2 separate regions of the Anser cygnoides genome follow, and region 2 is linked to region 1. A link is a contact called in public Hi-C data. All regions are on one chromosome and are shown on one strand. Each heading gives the region's core, a stretch centred on a gene start, on an enhancer-like site or on the middle of the called end of the contact. The rest is flanking DNA. Distances are from core to core; before and after follow the strand shown.

Region 1 (3,786 bases), core at 1,227-3,726:
GGAGCCCACGTGATGAAGGCAGTTTGGACAACTGCGATGTGACCTCATGAAAGAGCAGGCCCAAAGGATTTTACTGTGTTTTGAAGTATGCTAACGATTGTTTGTGGGATATTCACAGGGCTTATTTTAATGTCAGAGGGGGTTTAGATGAGGTTTTCCCTGTCCGGAGCTGCTGCACGTTGGAGCTGTGCGTTTTCCAGTGGCAGCTGCGAACCTGGCCTTAGCATTGTGTACTGAACCCAGTTACCCAAACACACCTGCCTCAGCCCCTCCTGCGGGCTGAGAAGCCGTGCACGTGGGGATGAATCCAATAACCAAAATACCACCGTAAACCCCACCTCCTGCCCGAGTCCGGGCTGCCCCAGCTCGCTTGCTTTCCCTTTGTAGTACAGAGATTGACTTCTGAAACTGAAAATGGACCCGGAGGTCTTTTCCTAAGCAGGCGTTTGCCATTGTTTCTCATTTCATGCAGCGGGAGCTGGAGCCAGCACCGAATTACCTTGTTCTGTTTCCTCCCCAAACCTTCCTTGTTCTCTCTTTCTCCCAGCCCCTCTGCTCTACGAACTCTGGCCGCGGCCATACCTACACGGTGATGCTGTGTAGCCACAAGCCAGACCCTTAAAAGCTTGCACCGTGGGTCAATGAGTCCCAAGGAAACCCCAGCGTGCGTCACCCAGGGTCGTTCGTGTGAGGACAGCACGTGCTCGCTGTTCTGACGATGCCTCTTTCTCTTTCCAGGAGTAATAACCGGGAAGGGAGGGTGGAGGAGCTTCCAGCCAGAGTTACATCTGTTCTTGGCAAAGGTTGCATGATCCAGATGAAGACTGCAAGCAGCTTTTTTGCAGAAACCCCTTTTCGAGATGACGATTGGCCAAGGAACTTTCTTCATCTCTGGAACAGAAAGGAAACAAAAAGGACGACGATGCTTCTTATTGTTTTTAAGCCAGCCACCTTTTAGTACGTGCAATTTATTTAGCACTTTTCCCTTTGCTTAACTGGGAAATGTTCCCCTCTCAGCTCATGTGTACAGTCGTTTTTTGTTGTTGTTGTTGTTGCTGTTGTGCCAAAGATTTGATGGAGCTTCTACACTGTGTCTTATTTTTGCCTTAACGTTAAATCCTCGAGCCAAAGAGAAGTCAGAGGCGCCGCTCAGATCATGGCGAGTGGGCCGGCCAGCTCTCGGGGAATTTTCGGAAATTTCGGGATCCTTCTGCGAGTCCCCTCTTAGTCCTCCCGTCCTGCAGCCCTGCAGCCAGCCTTCAGTGTGGGAGCGAGCTGGGACACAGCACGTGGGGCTTCAGCCACCAGGTTATCACCTTCCTTGGAGCTGCTCCGTGGTTCTGCCTCTTTGGCGATGGCCCGACCTTCCACGGGGCAGCAATACCGACACGCAGTGAGAGCTGAAGCAGGATCTGTGGTGGTGTTTTTCTAATAAAGAAATAAAATTGAAATAAGTAGAAGCTAAGTGCTATGTAAAGCAATAAAGGAAAATCAGAGGGACGTTCAGCTAGGCAGAGTGAAACGCAGCGAGGCGGTTCAGCGGGCGTTTCGGTTTCATGAAGGCATTGTTTCCATGGGGTTTTCGAGTGGTCAGAAACCCATGTAATGCAAAGGCATTTGAATCCTATACTGTACCTTTCACTTCAAATTGAAGTAAAAAGAAAGAAAAAAATGGAGAAACATTTGCTTGGAGTAAGCAGACTTTATAGGTAAACGCAGTTCGTGTGCAGGACATCTGCTAATGATGGGGGACAGAGCTCTGTGTTCACGTAAAATAACATGGGTTTCCAAACCCAGGAGATGAACGTATTTTGTTTCCAGTAAAGGGAAAGGTTGTTAGCGAGGCTGGGTTCAAATCCCAGTTACAGCAGCGTAAATCAAGCACCAGGGGGGTCTGAAGCTGGCCCGGAGCTGGGAGGGCACCGCCGAGCACCCTCAGGCGAGCCCCTGCTTCGCTCCTCCGCCCGGCGGTGAGGCCGGACTTGAGCTCCTCGAGGCTGCCCGCTGATTTCCCTGCACGAGCCGATGCCCTGAGCAGTGTGCAGGGGAACGTCGAGCGTGCCAAAAACCTGAGCTTGCTTGAGCAGCATCTGGGGTCTGTGGGAGGACCACGGTGACCCCCCCCCCACTCTCTGCGTCCCCTGCCCAAGGCGGGGAGGAGAGAGGTCCCGCTGAGGATGCTCGAGATACCCAGGGCACGCAGGGGACAGCTGTGTCCAGATCCCCAGCTTTTCATTATCCTGCTCACCACCCCCTGCCCTCACCGCTGTTCATTATTAGCAGCCCAATAAAATACATTTTTAGATTGACGTTTGTATTTCTTTCTTAAGCGTGTTTTTTGACCCTTTCTTTCACTTTATACATTAAATACGTCCTTTTGGCTTATAACTGGGAGAGGGGCTGAGTGCACCGACTCGTGCATGGCCACAGGAGCACAAAAAAACACTCTGAGGTGTTTGCACCCACAGCAAGGGGCTGGGTTTAAAGTGCATTTGCTTTCAAGGGCCATGTTCCTCGTGGCACACACAGGCTGTGCAGCGGAGCTAGGGGCTATGGAAACGCTGGGCATTTCTCTCCTCAAGCAGCATCAAATATGCATTAAATTCCTGTAAATTTGAGAAATGCTATGTTTTAATCCTGAGCTCTGCGGTGGCTCTCAGTTTGGGAGAGTTAATGATTATCAGTACAGCAAGGTCTGCAGGGAGAGCCGGTGATACAATACCGCTGATCTTTATTTGCCTTTTTTCCCCCTTTTCAATCGCTGCTGATAGATAAGAAATTTGCTGCAAATGCGTAAGCCACAAGCTGGGCAGCACCGTCAGGCTGTGATTGGGGCTCTAGGTCACGCAATATCGTTTGTCCCTCTGATGAGGGAAACATTAACCCTTCAGATCAGGTTGCTCATTTACACATTCCCAGTTTCACTTCCCTTAATCGTGCCCTGCTATTCACACCCTATCCATTTCCCTCCGGTAAATGTCTCTAGAAGTTAAAAACTGAATTACTTTCCTTGATTTAAGTGAGCAAGGCTCTGCCAGAGGAGACAAGGTGTTTTCTGGCTGGGCTTTGGAGTCCAACTGGGAGGTGAGATAAAGCCAGGGGGCTGGCAATGATCCCCCATAACACTGCCCCGTGTGTCCCAGCCCAGCCCAACTCCACCAACCAGCTCCAAAACCAAGAAGAAGGGTAAATTTTTACCAAAGGATAACAAATATGTTGGTGTTTTCCTTGAAAACCATGGTGGAGATGACGCTCCGTTGTCCTGGCTGGGGTCAGCCGAGGTAGGGAGCTGACCTTGCCTCACTCCTGCCCAGCAAACACGGCAGGTGATCGCTCTCCTCATCCAATAACGTGGTGACGATGTTTGTTAGCATGCTGGAAAAGCAAAACCCTCCGTGTTGTCACCCTCCTGCCAAAGCAGAGCAAAAGCCTTGGCTCCCAGCCTGGGATGCACAGGAGAAGCTGGTGGGTCACCTCTGCCGATATCCTGTGACGTCCAGACCAACTGGGACCCACCATAGGACAGAGCGGTGATGTGTCCCTGAGCAAAGGGGACCCTGAACAAAAGGTGGGGGCTTTCTGATTAAAAAAATCATGTTTCTCCTCCCTGGGACTGCTGAGGTATGGACAGGCTAGACAGGACCAGATCCTGCTCTGACAGCATGAACCTGCAGCAATTCCCCAGAGGCCAGTGGGATGTTTATTTTATTTTATTTTCAGATCCTGAATACCGTATTAAACCAGAACTCATACACCAAGCCAATAACATCCCCCAGACACAAAGCA
Region 2 (3,379 bases), core at 788-3,287, 210 kb before region 1:
TTTAAATCTCCAAGGGAAATTACCCTACCTACTCTGAAGTATTCAGCCCAAGGCAGTTCATTAGCCCAGTGGGAGCAAGAAAACCCTTCCGAGGGCACATTCACGGGGTCCAAAGATGAGGTTCTGCTACCAGCCCAGTAAGCCACCCTGCCCTCTTTTCACAGAAGAGAGAGGGAGCCTCACGACCAGCTTAGCACAGGTTAGCGAGATGAGGATCCCATCCCAACAGTCTAGTGGAAAAAACAGCGCGTCTTCAGGCCAGCTCTAGTCCTCGTTTCGGTGCTAAAAGATGGAACAAATAGATCTGGCTCATGACTTTGACATTTGCTCTGGTATCATCATCAGCTCTATCTGATAGGATGACACTACTTATACTGTGGTAGCCAGAGGAAATCCAATGCTAAGGAAATGGACATTCATTTAATGTTTATCTAGGATCTGCTCCACCAATGAATTCCAGATGTTGGCTTTAATTGTCGCATTCTGGTATGTTTAAGCAGCAGGAGTTCGTAAGGCCGATTTGTAAATCAATCTGGCAGACTCATACAGAATCCCATCTCTGCCAGCTTTTCTAAGTAAGATGCTCTTAAAATATTAAGTACTTAATGTGTCTGCAATACAAAAGGAAGGAAAGATTTTTACGAAATCCCTCCCCTGATGTTTTTCTCCTTTTGCTCCTTCTCCCCTTCATTTCCTCCCTATGGAACTGCAACACAAGCTACTCCCCTTGGATGAGTGCAATGAATTTTAGCAGTCCTAAAGCTGAAGAGGGTGACTCCCTGCAACAGGGTATGAGGGTGACTCCCTGCAACGTGGGCAGAGCACCCTGCTCCTGACTCACATGCATTCTTTCCGGGTAATTCCACCGATTTCCCACCACGACCAACGGCAACTGCATGCATGGACTACATCCAGTGACAGTGCTCCCGATATTTGAGCTCAGAGTTCTCTTAAAGCAGAAGAAAAAAATTAAAAAAAAATTACTGTAGTCTTGGAACTGTCTCAGGCCCCACCTTCCATGTTCCTATTAATTTGTATTACACTGTTACAGAGGTCACAGCTCATATTCAGAGGTGGTTCAGAAATGCCTTTCACATTCTGAATCCCAAAGCATTGTACAAGCTCTGAGTTAGGCACTAGCAAGCCTTGCAGTTGTTTTGTGCTCACTGTGAGTTCACCCAACAGCAGAATGTTTTGCACTGGTGTTAGAGGGATTGCTTATTGCGACAGCAGTACTGGTCAGGCTTTGCTTAGAAGAGAGCAAACTATCTTTAAAAATAGCTTCTGCTTAAGTACTATTTCCCTAATGGTCAGGGCAGACACTATAGTTTCTTAAAATTGCTTTAGAAATCCATTCTCTCAATCTCCTTTTAAAACACCCATTCCTGAGAAGCACCTCAGTATTCAACACGTGAACCCGACTTACATTTTCCCAAGGAATGTGTACTCAGTACACACATTTTTCAAAAGGTGTCACTGGACGGGTAGGTAGGGTTTCAAAACCTTTCAGCATTGGCAATACTCATCCCAAGGAAGTTCATGGGAATACTTCAAAAGGCATTGACTCAGCCTCGGCTGAGTAATTTTGAAAACCTCCCCTTTATCTTCCAGCTTTGCTGGCCCCAGAGATAAATTGCTTTAAGTTCAGTTAAACATCCTCCTTTAAAATTACAGGCTTCTAAATGGGGTCCTTCTCTCTTAAGAGCACAAAACCCATTTCACTTGTGGCCTGAGTCATGCCATATTTGAAGAGACGTTTGGGAAAAGCAGTGGCTAAATACCCACCCGTTGCTTTACACGCTGAGCAGGGACCAAAGCATCAGCAAAGAACCGGCTGTACCATCTCAGCTTACCAGTGGTTTGCACTTGGAGGCTGGAGGAGAAATCCCACTTCCCCACAATCCCAAACAGACAGGATGCAGTGAGCAGGCTTGGAAATACCTTCGATGTCCACGGGACACTGTCTAAGCAAGGCACAAAAGCAGCGCCATCCCAAAAAGTTAAATCACTGCTGGTGTGAAAAAAAAGCTGGTAAGGGGCTCCAGAGAGGTGGTTGTCAGTAAGACAAGCAATAAAGTACTGTAAAAACAGGCTGCAGCAAAAAATAACAGGAAAAATGTGCAGACAACTTGTTGGGTTTTATTTTCGATGCCTGAAACCATTTCTGCGGTCCATAGCACATGAGCAAAGACAAACAGATTTGGCCCCAAACACAGAGGAGTGCTTTCTCCAAATACCAGGTGGAAAGGATCGAGTGAATCTTTTAATGAGTTTGCCCTTCAGGACATGCCAGCATGGCCTTGTAGGAGAGGGGATGCTTTCACAGGACCAGCAATACTCCCTCCCTCGCTGCAGATGCTGAAGGATGGCGGAAATGTCACTGGTGAGCAGCCGGGTGTGCAGCCTGTCCTCCTGCAAAATGTGGCACTCGAGCACAAGAAGAGCCAAAAATTCCTGAGAAGAGCTAACACAGGTCAAACAAACAAATAGCAATAACCACATAGAAAGCGCAACCTTGGTGTCTGAGGTTTAAGAGTTTAATTTATAGCTGAATGTGTCCGTGACCCAGGTTTTGCCTAGAACAAGGGTAAAACATATCCAAATCATTCCCAGCAGAGGGATAGGAGATGCACGCGGGTGCTGAGGCTACTGAGGATGTCAGGTGGTCAAATTCCTTTCTGATGCAATTCCACTGATCTACCCCAAAAAAGCCACTGCCCTTTGGTCTGTTTACCATGGCAAGGTTTCAAGGGCCCACCACAAAATTATCTGTAATTACCCGAGGATGGAGTGCCCAGAGAACAGCCTCTGTTTTCTGAAGGTCGCGGAGCCACGTTTTGAAAACGGGCACGATCACAGCTTCTCAGACACCTCCCTGTAGTCTCCAAAAACCATCCCAGAGGCAAAGGGCTGGTGGAGTCCCCGCAGATGATGCCAACGGATCCACTAACGTGCTGGGAGATGGCTCACATTGGCACCGGAGCAGCATACCCAGCACCTCGCTGCAGTTTCGAGCCAGAGGCACAGATCAGCTCCTCACAATTCACCCTCAATAATATCCACTTCCCACAAGTGGAGGCTGCTGCATCTTCCAAACCTCCTTGAAGGAAAGGGATTAAGGAAACCACACTCAAACCAAAGCAGCTCACAGGAGACCCTGGCTGGAACAAGCCGCTCTGCGTTGAATTTCCCCAACTTTCTCTTGGGTTGGAGAGTTTCTCCTGCCAAAGCACACATGAGGGCTACCAGGAGAAGCTGAAGTGGGCTCACAGTTGTCAGGAGACGCTGCAAACACAGCACAAACACTGGGCTGTGCCGGGGGCTGGGGAGGCACCATCCCTCTCCTCTGCCACGATATTCCTGGGATTGCTCCGGAGAG

What was found. A called contact is a pair of places that touch in the nucleus more often than the background predicts.
Region 2: a contact with region 1 is called in a Hi-C map of liver, with 1.8 times the contacts expected there. The contact joins two enhancer-like sites. A contact is called at or near these places in 2 of 7 Hi-C or Micro-C datasets (both in liver).

What each region holds. Positions count from the first base shown.
Region 1 is chr4:6,463,906-6,467,691 of Taihu_goose_T2T_genome, reverse strand. It overlaps ATOH8 (atonal bHLH transcription factor 8), which reads left to right. Exons shown (of 3, transcript XM_048047474.2): 3 at 739-2,309. The coding sequence ends at 744. Among named protein-coding and RNA genes, the nearest start is that of ATOH8, 21 kb to the left of the region's middle. Within about 2 kb of position 2,476, at least 2 of the 3 cell types and tissues checked have open chromatin away from gene starts, as enhancers often do. A contact at or near this core is called in liver, where this site is marked.
Region 2 is chr4:6,670,664-6,674,042 of Taihu_goose_T2T_genome, reverse strand. The region is part of intron 3 of FGFRL1 (fibroblast growth factor receptor like 1); the gene reads right to left. Among named protein-coding and RNA genes, the nearest start is that of FGFRL1, 93 kb to the right of the region's middle. Within about 2 kb of position 2,037, at least 2 of the 3 cell types and tissues checked have open chromatin away from gene starts, as enhancers often do. A contact at or near this core is called in liver, where this site is marked.